Linked DNA regions of Anas platyrhynchos: region 1 is linked to region 2. Evidence: chromatin contacts called from public Hi-C data. All regions are on one chromosome and are shown on one strand. The core of a region is the stretch at or near the end of the contact, and the rest is flanking DNA. Distances in the headings are between cores, read along the strand shown.

Region 1 (5,316 bases), core at 1,539-4,038, 84 kb after region 2:
ATTATTAATTTTTTATTTATCAAACTTATTGACAACCTTGTTCTTGTTTTCCTGTCCCTTCCTTGTGGGTGGGCTACACAACAAGTGGGCTAAAGGCTCAGCATCCAGCTCTGTGCCTCCCTGCGAAAACCATGATGACTCAAAGAGAGCGGGCAGATCTGTGGAAGAGAAATGTGGAAGGGCACTGAGTTCAAATGTTATGACCTCAAAGTTCACAAACTGCTGGAATGAGGAAAAATTAGAGCATTATTTCCCCAGATTAGATCTGCCATACTTGTGCGCTCCCATTCCTGGGCACCTGCTGCTGGTTCCCAGTTGGCTGGACACTGGGCCAGGTGGATCACTGGTCTGCCCTGGAAGCCGTTTTCGGGCACTATACAGGACTCCATCTGTTAAGCTGAGGACGTGTAGCAACCAGTTGTTTCAAAAGAGCTGGAAATTAGTTTAAAAGATATCCACCACAAAAAAAAAAGGGTAAGTTAGTCTAAGGTAGGCAGCAACTGGCCGTGGATGAGGCTGCCCTCAGCCAGCTAACAATTCCCCTCGCAGTGCTGTTCTCTGACCCTGGCTGCTGGATCAGGCTTACCTGAATACTTTGCAACAGTGACTTTGGCACAAAAAGGCGAATAATGAGACAATGTTGACAATAATGAGAACTGGAACTGCATAAAACCTCCTACAGAAGAGAAATACAGATGGGACGGGATGGAACAAGGTAAGGCCAGGTGCTTCAGGCTTTGCAAAAAGCTGGACTGGTGACTGGATGCTCTTTAATCCAAGGGAAAGAGACACAGGATATACGCTTGCTGCTGTGACCTGAGAGCCACCGAGCTGAATGAGCGGTGAGAGATACGGGCACAAAGGAATTATCCGTGACACCGCGCGGCATCCCCGTGAGACCTGCCCCGCACCACACACCCTGCTCTGGCCAGTCATGGTCAGGGATTAGTTTAAGGAAAACACATGTGCAGCAGAGATCTGCCGATAATCTGGGAAAAAGCAACTGGGAGGCTGGTGCTGGTGCCTTGGAAATAAGAACCCAAGAGCAGAGCGCTCTCTTGGAAAGTGCTGGAGGAACAAAGAGGTGTTTTCAAAAAGGCGACATTGGTACAAAGACAGATGGGCACGTACCAGCTGGAAATAAGTTTGCTGTGAGAATCTGAAGCGAGTTCTCCACCATCATGGCCAGAGGAGAGCAGAAGAGCTTTCCCACAAGGAACAACACAGGAAGAAATCCAGCCTGGCCTAAACCAGGGTGGGCTTTAGGTAAGCAACTGAAAATATTCTGCTAGGGGGACTCCCAGAGCAAGCTCTCACAGGGCCGTGCCTCATCTTCACAACCCAACAGCTCTTCCAAAAAAAGAGCAACAAGGAGAAGGCACCAGCTGGGCGCTCTGCTGAGTCCAGAAAAAGCAAATTGAGGGCAAGCAGCGTTCGAAGAAACACTTGTATCTAAACAGGGCACAGCTACGTATGCAAGATGCGAGTGCACGGCACTGGTTTTATCATCTGAGGGTCGAGCGTTTCATTGGAGGCAGCAGATTTTTGCCAAAAGGTTTCTGCACCACCTGTCCTGGGGTCCCACCATGCCAGCAGGACCTCCAGTACCAAGAGGAGGTTTTTGTGGCTTTCTCACTGGTGTCCTCCAAGCTTCCCGAGCACGCCTTTCTTCTTTAAACCTCCCTGAGACACAATTACCTTTGGTGGACACCCCGGTGTTTACATTTGAGGTCCTGACAGCCGCACCTTGCTGGTGGTCACCAAAATCCCGCAGCGGCAGCAGCTCCCGGGGCCTGCCCGGGGGGATCCCCGAGCACAAGGAGAGGAGCCCGGGGCACAGCCGCCCAGCTCCACCCCGGCTCCTCCAGCAGCCGGGCAGCACGGGCCGGCTCCCGGGGCTCTTTGTGCCACCAGGGCTCGAAGGAGGGGGGGCGAACAAAGCCTCCCCTCCTCCGCCCCCCGGGCTCGGCTCCACCCGGGAACCGGCAGCGAACCCCGGGTGTGGGGGGGGGGGGCAACGGGCGAGGCCGGGCCCTGCCGGCTGCGGGCACCGCGCCCCCGAGTGCGCACAAAGGAGGCGGCGGCGGAGCGAGGACACCCCCGAACCCCCCCCCGGATCCCCCGGATCCCCCCTACCCGCCCGCATCCCTCCCCCCGCAGCCCCCCGGAGCCCAGCGGAGCCCCCCGGGCCCTACCTGGCGGCAGTGAACGCGGGGCAGGGCCGGGCCGGGCCCCCGCTGCTCCTCCTCCTCCTCCTCCTCCTGCTCCTGCCTCCGCCGCGCTGAGCGGGGCGGGCGCTGACCCGGAAACAACCGGCGGGGCCCGGCCCCGGTGGGCTCCGCCCCATGGCAGGGAAGCGGCGGGGCCGGGCCGGGCCGCAGCGCTTCCGGGCCGGGCCCCGCATGGCGACGCCGCGCGGTTGCTATGCGGAAGCTGCCGGCCCCCAGCGGGCTCCCCCCGTCCCCTCCCTGCTCCTTGCAGCCCATCCGCGCTCTCCCAGCTGTGGTTGTTTCTCAAGATCAGGGCTCCGGGAAGCAGCCCGGGCTCTCTGGAGAGCACTCCCCATGTCGGGGATGAGAACGGCTCCTTCCCGTGCCGGGTTTGGGAAAGCCGCAGCGATTTTAGGCAGCAAAATGGGGGATTTTGGTGGCAGCGTTACCTGCTGTGAAATGCCGAGCCTCAGGAAGCAACCAGCAGCTCCGCACCCTGCTGCTCACACGTCCCGCACGGATCTGCTTTCCTACGTGCCTTCAGGTCCCTTCCCAGCACGGGCACCTTTTTGGTACAGAAAAGGGCAAAATGCGCGCTGCCCCAACCGCTGGCACGGCCCCGTACCTGATAGCTGGAGGTGCTGCTGACATCTATTGTCAGCGCGGGGTATTTCTTTCTTGTTTTCTTTGTGGATGTTCGTACGTGTGTTAATGAGATTAATAAATCAGCCGGTGCTGGGACGCAGTGATTGGTTTTACATTTGCTGGCATTTCCCTGCTTGCTCCTATTTTATTAGCTAAATCTTTGAACCTCCTTACGCAGGGCACTCAGACCACTGGATTTTAGCTGGTTTTGTGTTTTCCTCCTTCCCCATTAAAAAAGTAGCAGCGTTCATCTAGATTTAAATAACACAGTATTGCTATCAAGTAATCCTTTAAACTTAAAAGAATTGAGAAGTGGCCTCAGGAACCCGAAACTCAAAAGTGAATACTACCTCACAGTAATAGTAGCAGTAATAACACTCAATTTGCAGCTGATGGTTCTTCCTGAGAAGTTCTCTAGAAAATAGTGTTTGCCCCAAAGTGCTGGAAGTCCCACAGCACGGGGGAATCTGTCGTGTGGTGCAGTGACACAAAGCACAGGCACGCAGCCAGTTTATCCTCGTCTTGAATTTGTTTTCAACACCACACAATTTCAGCTCTTCAATGACCTGTACGTCAGAGCAACCCAGAGGCTGCGCTACTCTTCCCCTGGGACAAACATTACAGTTGGTTTTTAATTCAACCTCACCTTTAATGTCCAGCAGGCCGAACAGCTTGTGAGGGGTGGGAAGGGAAGGATCCTCTTTCCTCTCAGCAGAGAGAGGACGGGACTCCTCACACCAGCACGCTGCAGTATCCCACTCTAATTAAGAGTCACATCCTCTTTTGAGCTCAGAACCTTTTGCAGTAATTTATTTTTCTTTAAAACAGATGAGTACTTGGTGTCTCCCTCCAGTGAAGTGATCTGAAGCTCTTGCCCCATCCCCAAGCCCGTCTTTTCAGCCTGCTGCTCCCTGGGACGTGCACACACTGTGTTTGTGTACCGGGATGCGGTAAAAGATGTTAGCAAGTGACAAGTCCCCTTACACCTCACCTTTTTTGTGTCCCATTCCGAATCCAGCTTTCCCCTATTCTGAAAAAGAGGTTGTCATTAACAATTTCTAATTCAATAAAGACATGACAGATGGACTTTCAGAATGCTTCTGTGTATTAGAAAATCAGAGGTTTGCGTTTTAAAAACAGAAGCAGCATGATCATGCAAGTCTCAGACAAGCAAAAAGCAATTAAAAGATAAGTGCAGGAGTCACTGAGGAAGTCAAGGAAGCAAGGTAAAAATTAAAGCAGTGACTCATTCTGAATGCTAAGCTTCAAAAACATATATTAATTTCACAATAATTTTACCACAATTTTCTTGTGCTCTGTAAAACTTATACTTTTGGTTCTGTTCAACAGCTGGACATAAGCCACAACAACTCTGAAGTTCAATAACAAATGTAAATAACATTTTTTTTTTTAATACATAAACATGCAGAGGGCACGATGTGTTATTGAAGTTGGGGTCAGATCACGCCTGCTCTTCTTCAGAGGACGTGCCATCTTCTGCAGGGTCCAGTGGCAGGGGGTGAGCTCTGTAAGAAGTGTTAGCAATGCAAGAGTTAGCAGGACTCGACCAGCAGCTGCTTGCAAGGCTCCAACAATGATAAAAAAAAAAAGTTGCAGAATTGAGTAAGTACAGCTCCTGCTTCTTCCAGAACGCCCTGGGAGGATGTACATTGTTTTAGAAGGGGACTGAGTGTTCTCTGTAGTGTTTTCAGCACCCAGTCCTAACTCAGGCAAACAAATTGCAAGTGGAAGAGGAGAAGGCTTTGGAGCACTAGAGCACAAGCATCTTTAATTTCTCCAAGAGGTAGGAAGTAATTAAAAGTCTTTCTGTTCGTTTGCTTTGCGGGGCCTTCGAGATAATTTGGGAAAGCTTCCTACAGGGCTTCCCTAACAGCTTAGGATTATCTGTATTTGCGAAACACTCATTCTTTGAGAAGAGAACAGAGATACTGCCTTAAAGAATGTTTCACACCGTTACCTCTTTAGTCAGTAGCACTGACTACAAGTTGATCTTTGAAGTGTCAGCTAGGTACAGCAATTGTTTCAGAAACACAGAACTTGCTGGCAGTCCCCAAAGCTTTTCTGAAACAGGGCTGACAGCTCTGGAGACTCGCGCTGCTGCTGCCTTCATGCAAACACAGCCTGTCTGAGCACAGAGAATTTGCCTCAACTACCAATTACCGCACCCATTTTTAGGCACCCCCCCGAGATCGTTGGATACTGAAGCTGAGTTTCACCAGAAGAGACTGTTCACAGCAAGACATTATTCCTCTGAGGATACAAAGGTCCGGCCAGCTGGGTCAGAGCTCTGCAGGAGGACCAAACCCTGGCCATGTGTGGGGTGCGGGTGGGCACCCACCTCCTCCTGCCAGGGCGGCGTGCCCCTAGCCCACCTCCCTTCACAGCCCAGAGCACTGCCGAAAGCCTCCTGTGCTTGCCGCAGCTGGTTGCTGGGCCTCTT
Region 2 (5,255 bases), core at 2,515-5,014:
AGCATGCTCACACATACGCCTGCTCGCACAGACATAAAATAGCCACAGCGATTTCATCTGAATGCTCAGCAACCAGCTGGGGAAGGAAAGCAGGAGATGCTGGTGTGCACCCTGGAGCACCCCTGAGCACCAGCAGCAACGAGGCTCTGTCTGCCCAGATAACACCCCATCTCCTAAGCTGGCCACCTAAAATTTTAGCAGCTGTAAATCCTTTCATTTGGAAAAGGATTAACTCAGTAGATCGAACACAGTCACTTGAGAGAAGGACAGTAATGAGGTCCTCTTGGGGAAGCAAACCAAAAAAAAAAGAAGCAACATGAGGCATTGTCTGGCTTCCTCAATGAGAAGAGCTACACTCATTACAAGCCACAGTCACAAGCTCACAGGATGTGCTAATTTCTAGCAGCAGCTCCAGTTGTTTGCCTGCTTGAGGGACGATGATGTAACAGATGCACACCACCAGAATACTTTATTTAACAAGGTATGGCCACCTCCAGCTGCACTGCAGGGATCCCATCAGGGCTTTACCTGGAAAGTTCTCACAGAGAACTTCAACCGGAGTGTTTCTCTTTGTGTCCCCAATCTTCTGATACCTCTCTTTTAAGGTGTCAGCCTGTAGCGCACAAAGACAAAACAGTTGTGGAGAAAGAGTTCAACCATGTGATAAACGACATGCTGTATGGGAAGAAAAACAAAGTATTTAATATCGAGCCTCCTGGTATCAGACACTGTTACTTGTAGCTGAACTGCATCCTAGACTACACTACCAGGAATACCGTAATTCTCCCTGTACATTTTCCATCAGCAAAGAATATCCAGTGATGCTTTCAAAATAGCTTCAGTGCTTCGAAGAGAGTACATTGGTTAGTTTCTCACAGGGCTGATTTCTTACCAACCCAGTCCTGAAGACTGTACAGGGAAGCTTTCATGGGACAAGAAAACAAAGCTGCGTGTACTTTGATAGCACATCAGGATCCTGACACTCCAGCAAAGAACAGACTGAGGCTTAGAGCCATCTGCAATCACAACAGCTTCATAAGCAACTGTAAAAGTAGGTAAATTGTGACGATTTTGACACGTTGAGTTTTTACTGAGCCACCACAAAGTCAAATCAGTTTATATCAGTCACAATTCTCCCAAATCCCATGCTACTTCCACACCACCTGTCCTTTCACCCCCCAAAGTGCCTATCACTTAGCATTGATTAAACAGCTGGCTGTCAAGAAGAATGAAACAACCTTCAGTTATGGTTTCCCCACCTGAATCCCTCCTGAAGCAGAGCACTACTCCAGCTGGCACCCAAAAAACATGTTTTATTGCCTCCATTTCAAAATATGCCTGTTAGACCTGCCAGCCACATAATTAGCATTGTAAGATGTCCTCTCAGGACTTTAGAATTGATGGCAGAGACCAAAAGATTAAGCAGAAGAAACTGAGAAGAGTGAAGACACCGTATTCTAGATCAAGCTGAAGAGTGTGGGTGTGCTCTGGAGCTAAAGAAATGCAGGACTCTAAGAAGCAGTCTCAGCACTAATCTGAAGAAATTTTGCAGAGCCTTGTCTAAACCTGGAATTATTTTTGAGTAATTTTCTGGATCAATTTAAAGCAGATAATTTCAACTGAACCAGAAACAAAACACATTATTAGAGTAACAAACTCAGAGTTACCACAGGAGGCGCACCTAATATCAGAGAGATTCTGATTCCTTTCAGAAGCATTTTCATGCTTGAAGAACCCTCTTGTGCTTTTCTGAATTGTCTCTGACATTTGTGCACATGTCTGACAAAGCGAAGCTGAGGCTAACTCTGGATAGCTGGTGACAGAGCAGCTTAGCAGCTTCAATCATGCCACTGACCATAGCAGCACTCTGCAGAGAAGCCTGCGAGCCCAAAGGCTTATCTGCTTTTTCAAACCCTATTAACAGGCCTAACAGGAGTCACTGTCTTCACTAATAAACCCTCTCCTAACCTGATCACATTCAGTCCCTTCCCTCACTCCAATTCCAAAGGTGAATGCAGCAGCTTCATCACCAGGAAGGTGACAGAATGATGCAACTACCAACACCCCACAGCCAGCAGATGACTTACGACTGCTTCATTCAGCTGCAGTTGCCGTAACTCAATTGCTTGCAACCTTCCACATGTACGTGATATTTCATAAACTTATAATCCAGAACTAAGCACCGAGTGTCCAGTGTCTCTGGAGGGAAGCCAAGCTCCATACTTTCACCAGAAAAAACGTCTTTTCAGGCTGAACTCCATCTGCACGTCTAAAACCATCAAATGGCTCCCATTATAAACACGATCGCAGATGCAGCTGGGGCATTGTGTGCCGTAAGGGGAACTTCATAAACAACCATTGTGTTCCCGGGGCAGGTTCACATTACAGCTAAGCTGCTCCGACAGCTCGGCAGCCCTCTCATTACTGTCCCTGGCCCAGTCGCTCATTTGCCTCTGCTGCATCTTCTCTCCAGAGCTGTACTGACCCAGTGAAGCTACAGAAACCCGATGTGATAGGAAAAACGCTTCTGTCCCGGTACTTTCTTTAGGTAAAGCTAATGCCTTGTCGGCAGACAGACAGAGAGAACAGTTCTTCTGCTTGCATTCTGCAAACTTTCTCCTGCCAGACTCACATTTGGGCAGAAACCAAGTAAAGTTTTGAAGGGCAAAACCTAAAACTCAAACCTACCTTCAGTCCTTGCCAGGGCAGACTGCCTCGGAGGAAATACATAAACATATGGCCGAGGGCTTCCAAGTCGTCTCGACGACTTTGCTCTAAAAACAGAAGAGATGACAAATTATTGCTGCAGCTGCAGAAAGGGATCTGACCAGTAGCCAGACGTATTTCAGCAATATCCCAGGGAAATTCGCTTGCTGTCTGCAGCTCGGAGTAAAAGTACCTGAAACCTTGTTACAACAGACACAAAACACACGAACGTATCAGCTAAACAAGGGGAGGCAACTCAACTGCGAGCCAGACTGCCCAAGGTGAGGCACAAAGGATGGGAGGTGGAGGTATTAATCGCAGAGGAATAAAGCAGTTCCCCAGTTGTTCTGAGGACTGCCAGTGCCCACGGTACAGCCGCGATGTTGTGCTGGGTTGTGTTATTTCCTCTGAACTACGCAGAACAGGCAGGGGACACTTGCAGCCAGCTGCAGGGAACTACCGTGCTGCATAGTGCCAGCCCTCTCCCGAATGCTTCTGTAGCTCATCGCATCAGAGCGGATTAAAAATAGCTCCTTTTGGTACTGCTTTGCTTGTGAGACACTTGCTGCTGTTGCCATGCAGATGTTATGATTATAGATGAGGGGAAAAAAGAGGGGCCTCACGCCAAAGGAAAAACATCCTTAAACGCCCCAAGCAGGCTGCCCTGGTGGCAGCGTGACCCTTCGGCTTGCTGGGTGAGCAAACAGTCCTGGAGCTCCTCAACAGCACGGGGACCCCAAAATCTGTCATCTGCTGTCTCTGGCTTCCCAGCACGCTGCAGGAAAGCGTTTACAGGGAAGGTCAGGGCGCTGCAGTTCGGGCCCTTCTCCCAGGGAGCACCAGACTGAGGTTCACAGAGCTCGCAGAGTGCTTTGGTGCAACCTCCTCCCCTGCCAGCCTCCACCTGCAGGCAGATAACGCGTTCAGAACCCGCAGTACGGAGCAAATCGAGTCATGCAGCCCACACACCAAAACAAGCTGCGCGTGAGCTGTCCCCGATGCTGCATAATCTGCAAGGGGAGAAAAAGGCAGCGCCTTGCACAGCACGACTCCCCTTCACACAGCAGCAAATGGAACTCGCAAAACGGTCCGGAGGTGAGAAGGGTCAGCAGAAGGGAATCAGGATAATGGCTCCTGCATGTCACCCTGATACAGCTGTAAAAAGGAGGGGGAAAAAAAGGGAGAGCTCGGTAATTTAGTGCAGTGATGCAGACAAACTTCTCAGGGAGATGGCTGAAAGCACTCGTCTTTCTGAAAAACTGTAATCAATCTGCTGCACTTTGCTCAGTCCTGAAACACGAAGGGGACAACTCCAGCACTCCTTCCCAATCCTCCCACCCGATGAAAGCAGGGGATGAGAAAACACATCGGCGTGCTGACGGCAAGGTCACTCGCCGGTAGGTGGTGGCAGTGCCGTGCCCTGCAGAAAATCCCACCCGCAGCCTCCGAGCCTGGCGAGCGGCCTGTTCCCACTGCAGCCTCTCACTTCCTCCATCCCTTCCTGAATCTCCGCTGGGTTTTCCGAAAATAGAAATTGGGCCCATCCCTTCTTACTGCCCAAAGAGAGAGCTCTCCGAGAGATCCAAAAGCCAGCAACGCCCTGATCTCCTAGCTGGGAGGCTGCTCAAGGAATATTCCACTATCTTACTACCCTCATGAATTTAAGTGAATATAAACATTTAATTTTCATTTTTTTTTCCTTTCAGCCACAGAAATGTAATTTTCTAGTATGAAAGAGTGATGCAAGACAGTGAGGAGAAGAGATAGAAGACAGGTTTAAAATTAGTTAAGTCATTAAGGAAAACATTATGCATTTTCTCCAACCGATTATTAGGTCAGGGAACACTGAACTGTAACACCTGAAACTGAAAGGTACCCGTGCAGGGCTGTGCTATAAAAATCTATTTGGTCATCATTTAGTGCAGCAATTACAACCTGCCTACTTGCCTTTTATCAGAGCAGGGTTGCTACCAGCTGTTTAGTTCCTAATAACAACTATAATTACAAGGCTTCCAAGTTCCAACATTTTAGCTGTCTCAATGCCTCAAAAAAACCCCAAACTGTAAAACCTCACAGCTGTAAACAGCATCACCATGCTGCATGGTTTGCAAAGACCTGAAAGGGCAGGACAGAGCCGTAAACCAAGCAACAATCAGAGCTCTACAGTACTCGGCATGGCAAACTCACGCTGACCGCACAGACCTTTGCCAAGATGAGTGTTGATGGACATGTATCTTGCTGTTCCAGTTAAGCTCTTGTGTTCCCTGTAAGGTATGTGTTTTTTGGTTTCTGGATCTATGTACTCCTTCGCCAGTCCAAAGTCTATGATGTGAATGACGTGGTCTTTCTTATTGCCTTGCCGGCCAATAAGGAAGTTTTCTGGCTTGACATCTCGGTAGATGAGGTTCTTCGAATGCACGTATTCCATTCGAGATATCTGCAAAAGGATGAGGCAAAAGTTATTCCCAAGCAGACCGGCTGTTATGTTCTCCCAGCTAACGGCACAGCAAGGTTTTGCTAGCCCATCACAAAGTCTCCTGAAAGTGCTT

What was found. A called contact is a pair of places that touch in the nucleus more often than the background predicts.
Region 1: a Hi-C map of liver shows a contact between it and region 2, with 4 times the contacts expected there. The contact joins the promoter of CSNK1G1 here to the enhancer-like site in region 2. A contact is called at or near these places in 4 of 8 Hi-C or Micro-C datasets (liver, skeletal muscle, small yellow follicle and 1 more).

Annotation. Positions count from the first base shown.
Region 1 is chr11:14,033,176-14,038,491 of IASCAAS_PekinDuck_T2T, forward strand. CSNK1G1 (casein kinase 1 gamma 1) reads right to left here and starts at 2,789. Exons shown (of 15, transcript XM_027466537.3): 1 at 2,660-2,789.
Region 2 is chr11:13,948,082-13,953,336 of IASCAAS_PekinDuck_T2T, forward strand. It overlaps CSNK1G1 (casein kinase 1 gamma 1), which reads right to left. Exons shown (of 15, transcript XM_027466537.3): 7 at 4,909-5,143; 8 at 2,689-2,774; 9 at 529-613. Among named protein-coding and RNA genes, the nearest start is that of PPIB, 21 kb to the left of the region's middle. Within about 2 kb of position 3,765, at least 1 of the 8 cell types and tissues checked has an H3K27ac peak or open chromatin away from gene starts, as enhancers often do.